Regions from separate parts of the Mus musculus genome. Here regions 2 and 3 are each linked to region 1. The links are chromatin contacts, called in public Hi-C and Micro-C maps. All regions are on one chromosome and are shown on one strand. The core of a region is the stretch at or near the end of the contact, and the rest is flanking DNA. Distances in the headings are between cores, read along the strand shown. Region 1 has its middle 22 kb from the start of Gm41964. Region 2 has its middle 71 kb from the start of Rgs1. Region 3 overlaps Gm35415 (a long non-coding RNA gene).

The links. Hi-C and Micro-C count contacts between places; a contact is called where the count stands out from the background.
Region 2: a contact with region 1 is called in a Hi-C map of bone marrow-derived macrophages, with 5 times the contacts expected there. The contact joins two enhancer-like sites. A contact is called at or near these places in 5 of 484 Hi-C or Micro-C datasets (B cells, the HPC-7 cell line, LSK cells and 2 more).
Region 3: a contact with region 1 is called in a Micro-C map of macrophages, with 4 times the contacts expected there. The contact joins two enhancer-like sites. A contact is called at or near these places in 10 of 484 Hi-C or Micro-C datasets (the C10 cell line, LSK cells, bone marrow-derived macrophages and 7 more) and 3 of 115 datasets of contacts at active chromatin or transcription factors (the HPC-7 cell line, bone marrow-derived dendritic cells and large pre-B cells).

What each region holds. Positions count from the first base shown.
Region 1 is chr1:143,915,428-143,918,080 of GRCm38.p6, reverse strand. No RefSeq gene overlaps it. Among named protein-coding and RNA genes, the nearest start is that of Gm41964, 22 kb to the left of the region's middle. Within about 2 kb of position 1,325, at least 169 of the 459 cell types and tissues checked have an H3K27ac peak or open chromatin away from gene starts, as enhancers often do. A contact at or near this core is called in the HPC-7 cell line, bone marrow-derived macrophages and macrophages, where this site is marked.
Region 2 is chr1:144,318,283-144,320,935 of GRCm38.p6, reverse strand. No RefSeq gene overlaps it. Among named protein-coding and RNA genes, the nearest start is that of Rgs1, 71 kb to the right of the region's middle. Within about 2 kb of position 1,310, at least 42 of the 459 cell types and tissues checked have an H3K27ac peak or open chromatin away from gene starts, as enhancers often do. A contact at or near this core is called in the HPC-7 cell line and bone marrow-derived macrophages, where this site is marked.
Region 3 is chr1:144,199,356-144,202,008 of GRCm38.p6, reverse strand. It overlaps Gm35415 (a long non-coding RNA gene), which reads right to left. Exons shown (of 3, transcript XR_387456.2): 3 at 1,183-1,495. Among named protein-coding and RNA genes, the nearest start is that of Gm35415, 3.3 kb to the right of the region's middle. Within about 2 kb of position 1,303, at least 63 of the 459 cell types and tissues checked have an H3K27ac peak or open chromatin away from gene starts, as enhancers often do. A contact at or near this core is called in the HPC-7 cell line, bone marrow-derived macrophages and macrophages, where this site is marked.

The DNA of each region.
Region 1 (2,653 bases), core at 76-2,575:
CTCATCTGTAGTTCAATCTCATGAAGTTCAGTATAAATCACCCCAGTCAATATTTATGAAATTGTATTTAGACTGAGCTGGGGAGAACAAAAGATACAGAACTAATAACAGCCAGCTGGTCTTGGCAGAGTGGAGGGAGTCACAGAACTCATGCAAGCAGGCTTCAGACTGCCTAGAACATATGCCCAAGCCTCAAAAGGCAAGCTGTTTGCGTTGTGAGATTCTCCAGAGCCCAGGATAGTTTGGCTACAAACACCCAGTGTGCCACGAGACACGAGAAGGGAGAAGTCACGTGGCCCTTTCTCCACCCCCAGGAGAGAAGATTGTTCTTCAGCTGCAGATGTCCCCAAACAGCTCAGGGAACTAAACAAGAGAGCTCAGGGGGAAAAACGTGCCAGGAGCTTTTGCCAAATTTGGAAGAGCTCAGACCTGGATCCTGCCTCTAGAAACCACAGCACACCTCCCTTTTGGGTAAAAGAAAGGAAGACAGGCAGGCAGAAAAGGGAGGGAGGGAGGGGAGAGAGAGAAAAAGAGAGACAGACAGACAGACAGACAGGACACTTGAGGCCCTTATAGATATACAAGACCATCTCCCAGAGAAACTGGAATGCGTCATACCGTCTTTTTCTCTAACTGGGAGAAGCTAGGAAAGGTTGAAAAAGTCAAATGCCCCTCTGTGGATCTCCCCCATTTCCTGGCCACTGACACTTGATAGTAATTGCAACATCAGCACAACCAAACACCGAGCAACAGACCCAAAAAGACCAAAAACGTATTCTTGGGTTGTAAAGAAAAGACACAGTGATCCATGGATCTTCAAAGGCAATCCACAGAAACGCAGTATGCTTGTGGTGCTAAAATTTAATGGAGGGGGGAGGAAGTTGGCAACAGTTGAGGAAAAATGATCTCTACCAAGGCTAAAGGATATGGTACTGACATTTTTTTCCAACAAGAAAAACTATCTGCCTGTCCAGCCTGGTGAAGGAACATGTAAATAAAAGGGGAGCTAGTTCCTCTTCCTAACAAGACAGTAAAAGAGAGTCATCACCCAGTATACTGTGGAAGAATATCTCCTGTCTAGTATTCCTCACGTCAAGCTCCCCAAGCTAGGGAAGGTTTCAACAGTTGACGGCTAAGGTAGCAGAGCCTATTAGAGACAAGCAGAGATGCCCATTGCACATTTGCTGAACAGGTGAGGAAAGACATGAAAAGACAGAGATGAAGCCAGGCCTCACTAAAATTGTGCTGTGGAGACGGTCACACTACAGGCTGCTGCAGGGAGCAGGCCACAGCTCGGTCTCGCCAGTCCGGAAACTAACCCAGACCCAGGCAGACTGAGAATGCTCTCAGAGGAAGTGCTGTTTATCATCGTATGATCTAAAAGAGGAGAAGTTAGACAGCCAAAAAAGCAGAAGTCAAGTTCCGTGTGAACTATACGAATTGCAGAGGGAAAGGACTGCAAACTCGTCTGCAGAGATGTGTTAACTAGCTAAAAGAAAGACTACAGTAAAACTTGTAAATCACTGTAAAATGTTAAGTTCTCTTTTGAAACACTCAGAGATTAGAATAATTTTGGATACAGTCAAATAGCAGTTCAGTTCTCAACTGACTGTCACTCCCTAATGGACCCTGAGACTGAAACTCAATACCCTTTATATGTATATATTCTGTTACTCATCTCAAGAAACATTAGAAGACAAACAGTTATAACTACAGCTGTGCACCTGACAGAGCTACAGTTTCCAACAAAAAGAAAGTAATGCTCCTGAGAGGCTCTGCCAGTGCCTGACAAATACAGAGTTGGATGCTGACAGCCAACCATTGGACTGAGCACAGGGTTCCCAATGAAGGAGTTAGAGAACGTACCCAAGGAGCTGAAGGGGTTTGCAACCCTCCCAGAGGAACTAAAATATGAACTAACCAGTATCCCCAGAGCTCCTTGGGACTAAACCACCAACCAAAGGGACTCATGGCTCTAGCTGCATATGTAGCAGAGGATGGCCTAGTTGATCATCAATGGGAAGAGAGGCCCTTGGTCCTGTGAAGGTTCTATGCCCCAGTAAAGGGGAATGCCAGGGCCAGGAAGAGGGAGTGGGTGGGGCGGGTTGGTGAGCAGGGGAAGGGGGAGGTGTTAGGAGATTTTCCGAGGAAAGGGGATAACATTTGAAATGTAAATAAACAAATCTAATAAAAACTCATAAAAAAGAAAGAAAGTAATGGATTTGTGTTTGGAAAAAAACACTGAAAGATTTTTTATAATGTTCTATACAGCATTCCTTTGACTTGACAAATCAATCGAGTTGTTTATGGGTTTTTAGACTTTTGTTAAATTAAATCTTGTTGTTTTTAACATTTATCCTCTTTTCACACAAAAGAGAAAAAACATAGTTCCTACATGATATCCAGAAGAGTATACAGTCTCAGGAGATTATAATCTTAATGAGAAAAATACCCAACATGTGACCATGTCTTAATAAACCAGTGAACACTTTCACTTGAAACTGAAAAGTTACTTTGCTACATATAAACCCACTCTGTGTACTAGGATTTAATATAAAAAGTAAAATGGACAGGATTTTATGCCTTATCTTGCCACAGTAAAACATAAAGTATGTTCTTCTGTAATCAGAGAAACCCACTGAACTATAAATAA
Region 2 (2,653 bases), core at 61-2,560, 400 kb before region 1:
CTGCTGAGGCTGAGGCCGCCTCCCCAGGGCTTAATTTTTTTGGATTAAAGATTATAGGAGAAGAGGGTCAGTTTCTCCCTAAAGCAAAAGGTTTCAACTACTATTCTAAGAACTAACAGCAATAACTTCTATCCACAGAATACCCTAGAGAGAAGTGTTCATACAATGGGTTTTCCCAAGATATAGTTCAAGTATGGTCAATATGTATAATGCTCGTTCCTTAATTCTGCAGAAAAATAGGGGATTCTGTTATGGCAGATTTGCTAATCTTGTATTTATAGCTACAGCCCTGTGTGCAAAGCCTGAGATGAGAAAATGTATGGGCCCAGCCACTTACTATTTATGACATTTAAAGATAGACAAGGGCCATAAAACACCATAATTTCCAAAGTTACTATTATTTTCTCACAGTGTTAACAAGTTCTAGTCATATGAACACATGGGCTTGCCAGTATACCATTCATTTTTGTCACATTTACTTAAATGTTCAATGAAACTCACCAAATGCTAGAAACATTATCAGACTCAGATTACAAATGGATTGACTACATATGAATAACAGGAAAATAAGTAAATGAATAAAAAGGTGTTCCTGTGCTTGTGGACTTATAGGATTTTAGAACTGTAGTGGGTGTTCAAGTCCAGGCTAAGTGGATGGAGAGTCTGTGTAACAGAGAAGTTAAGCAGAGGAAGTGAGATTCACAGTGAAAATTGAAGACGAGGAAAGAATGAATCAAGCAAATGGGATGGAGTATGGTGGTGGGTTAACTTGTGAACGTGTGACTTTACACCTAGGAACATTTTGAACTTTAGCACATAAGACATAATATTCAATAGGACAAACAACCAAAAGAGCCCAGTAGTAATTACAGACAACAGAATGAAATCACACTCTCCAAGTTTCTTTGCTCTTAGTCTCTGAGAATCAATAATCACTCAGCAAGTGTTTTTAGACTCTTGTTAATGACTACCGGCTTTCAAAATAAAGCCACAGAACACAGACACAGATGCTTTTATGAAAGAGGCAATTCTTGGACCTATCCTGTGATTAATAAATGTGACATTTGCTTCATCGCATACCAAGCTAAGTGCTACATACCATATCACCTAATTTTGCATCACAAGGTGAGGACTGCACAGTATAGTCTAAGTAATGTGACTTATTCTTGAAAAAGACTTTAGAATGGTCGATTGTTAGAACTCATGTAGAAGTAGATGTAAATGGCTGAGAAGCATAGAGACTCAATGGAACACGAAGGAAATACCATAGCAGAACTACAATTACCACGTGCTTGCCTGTGGTGCGCAATCAAAAGTGGAAGTGAAGCCAGACCCTGTGAACTCCAGAAGAGTCAGGAAGGCACCTTAGGACACAGAACACAGTGTTCCCAGGACACTTGTAGAAGTTGTAATCATTGCTGAGAAAAATGTTAGTTCCACAGAATCCTGCCCACCATTCTCAACTACGGATAGCCTAAGACATACAGAAGGGAGGGATGGAAAACAAAAGAGAGGACACGGGACATGCCCTGAGGGAATCAAACCAGAACAGTTTATCTGAGTCACACAAACTCACAATGGAAGAATTCTGCCTCTCTCACGTCTCCTTCTACTCCAGTCAAATGGATATAAACTTTCCCTTATCAGAATACCCTGCTTCACACTAGTTCTGTCTCAGGAGAAGAGTTCCACCTTGGTTTGTATGAGAAACGCTTTCCCTGAGAAGATAGCAGTGCCTATAGAGCTGTCAACCTCCATCTCTGGCTCCAGTCGTTGACAAAAGGAAAGGATCCAGCTAAGCAAATGTTTGTGACTTGGTCCCTAATTCTTCTTTTTTGTCTTAATTCTAAGGTCAGACTGTACTGAATTTAAACAAGATTTTACAATTTCTCAAACTCTGATTTATTTTACTTCTCTATAACCTAGTCATTGACTTGGATGTTCCAAATAATTGTAGCTTCTAAGTGCCATATTTGCAGGCAATCAGTACTAGCAGTGAGGGGTGGGGGGAGTGGGTTTGCAACTGTATACTTAAAGAGAAGCCAACCTTTCCTAAAACTCCTTTTCTATGGCCCTGTAGTTTGTTAAGACAATTCTAAGCTTTCTTGTGATCTAGTCTGTGTCCCCTTGTGTCTAAGTATTCAAAGATGTTCTGAATGTGTACACCACTGGTAACTTAAATCGCTAACTGTATATGCCCAATCAGGACTGTGAGCCCACATTTAAATAAAATGTGGCTTGAAGTCCCACTTGTGAAATGTTTTTAAAATATGTTTGTTGAGTCACTGAGTTGTATTGTACCCAGTCACCAAAGCCTAGCTTCCCATGCTTCTCTGCCATTGCTTAAGCATCTCTAAAAGATAGAAGGTTCAATTATGTCTCAACCTTATCTGTTAAAGCCCAGGACACAAGGCATTTCTGTGGCAATTTTTGGCCTTATCAGCAAATAATTGCTTGTTCCTGTTACTGACTCATGGCCATGTTCACCAGATTGTAGGTTCGTTTGCTGACCATGTGACTATCACCTTCATTATCAGCACTGAGAGCAGAAGGATCACAGACCATGAATTCAGAAAGGCTAGGGTCTGTCACTTATTCCCTATATGTCTTTGATAAAATTACTTAAACATTAACATTTTCATGTTTTTCACAC
Region 3 (2,653 bases), core at 54-2,553, 280 kb before region 1:
CTCCTGCTTCCTGGTCCTGGCATTCCCCCACACTGGGGCATAGAGCCTTCACAGGACCAAAGGCCTCTCCTCCCATTGATGTCCAACTAGGCCATCCTCTGTTCTTAACAACTTTGCAGTTATACAACAAATATTTGACTTCAACATGAATTGATACCTTAACATTCTAAACATCAAAATAGGAAAATTTGAAAATGTTTTCATATGACAAATTATAAAATTTTAGACCATAAATTTAAACCAACTAGGTATAGATTAAGGGAGGGGTAGAAGACAGAATCAAATGCATTTACTTAATGACAAAAAAGTGCAGAAAAATCTTGGTCTCCAAAGTTTTTGGTCTTCTACTTGCAATCATGTTTTCAACAGACATTCTATTCTGCTTTTGATATATTTTAGAAAATGGACAATAAATAAACTAAAGATAGATTGTAAAGAGTCAGGCGAATACTGTGTGATGGTAGCAGGTCTGGGGTGATTTTTTACTTCTCCTTCAACTGGATATAATGCTTATTTTAACACATGATGTTATAGTTTTTGTGTACATTATAAATAACAGTTTCAAAATGATCAAATTTCTACAAACAATTTTAGCTATTATTTTTATTGAAGATGTAAAAAGTTATGTTTTTAGTTTATCAAGTTAATAGAAAGTAACTATCGTCACAATACAGAAGAAAATAAGATGGGCAAGTTTTATTTCCACAATAAACAGCTTTATCAAAGTACGGTTTTCTGAGATAATCCAACACATATAATTAATTTTGAGATTTGTTTCATTTCTATAACATACAGACCACAAAGAAAGAGACCTAGATAAGGTTTTCTAATGGTTACCATCTTTATTTCAGAACACTGTCCCAAGCCTTTGTGACTAAAATATTAAATTGACTCTGAATTCCACCAATAGCTATGTGACCTAAGATCAATCTTTTAACCACTCTGAGTTTATTTCATCAGATAGTACATAATAATAAGTATATTTTCCTCTTCAATATATTCTGAAAATGTATTAAGTAATACAACTTACAAATAATGAAATTGTTTATAAAGTTTAGCCATTATTTTATGAATAAATATGACCAACTAAGAATAAAGTCATTCAAGAATACATTGATTCAATTTGAAAAGTGTCATTAATATCAGATGACTTCCTCCAGCCTTGGTTACTAATGAATGGCTAAACTTGTTGCTGTAAATAAATGGGCACTAGGACATTTCTTTAAAATATAACACACATGTGGATCAAGATTAGACTTCTTCCGCTTTGTGGTCTCACATGACTGACCACAGCAACTATTTTTAGTCAGTGTCTGCTTTTTAGTGACACCCAGCTCCACATGTCAGAGTCATCATCCTTATGATGATATAGAGTCGTGTGACAATCTTGTCATATCCTTTCTGTCCAATTCTTTATGATTCCAACATGAACTTCTACTATGGCAGTATTGAAAGCAGCAGAGTGAGATGGGCATAGACTTTTCACCCCTTAATTCTACAAAAATAAAAAGGAGGCAGTCAGCTGTCTTGACATAACTTACTTAGCTAATAAACACGGGGTGGTTCCAAAGAGGACTTCTGTAACGATAACACATTTACATGGTTTTTAACTCCAAGTCAATCAATGGATTAAGAATGAACAGCAGTTTAAATAGTAAATTGTTGTCTCTGATAACAATGCACAGGGGTTTGTGCTCTCTGCCACTCGGATGCTTACAAAACTGAGGGAAAAGTATGTTCAAATTTAGATGAATATGGGTTTGGCTGGAGTGGCGAAAATATCAATATACTGTAGCCATTTGAATGTCATATAATGTCCCCAACCTGAAATCAGACATTTCTAAGTTCAAATTCCAACCATGCAATTTCAAAGCATATGACCCTGAACAGCTTAATAAATTTGTATTACTGGGATAAACAGGCCTTAATAAGACTAAAGATAAAATGCGGGAATGATGAGAGAATCATAAATTAGCAAAAAGTACTAAATTGAAAAGCAACAAAGGTTAAAGGCAAAGACTATAAAGGTAAAGAGGTTTACAAAGAATGTTGAGAAAAAGTCTCTCTGGTGGCATAAGGAACATGGTGGTACCTATGATCTATACTACATAAGACAGTGCCTTACCTGTCTCCAAAGAATATGGAAAAATCGTTGCTAGAAACTGTGCAGCTGTGCATGAAATATGTGATCTCAGCATGAACTATTTTTTAATTTTAAGTACTTCAAAATAGAACTGGGAGATGACACAAAGGGTCAAGATGTTTCCTGCTAAGCTTGATAACTTAAGCTGAAGAGAGTGCAAACTTCCTCAAGATGTCCTCTGGCCTCTGAACACAGACCATGATAAGCCTTTATGCATGCACACATATACACATACAAATACATACATTCATGTATATATACATATACATATACATATACATATACATATACATATACATATACATATACATATACATATACATACATACACACACACAATACTCCAAATAAAAAAGCCATCTGGTACCTTTTTTTCTAAGTCCAGTTAACTGTAACCTCAAGAAAGTGAAGAGATGAGCTTTCTGTCCTTTAACCAGCTAGAGCTGGTAGCACAAGATGAGTATTAGAAAGTCAGTAGCTTTTTGGGAACCCAGGTGCTGAAGAGGAGTG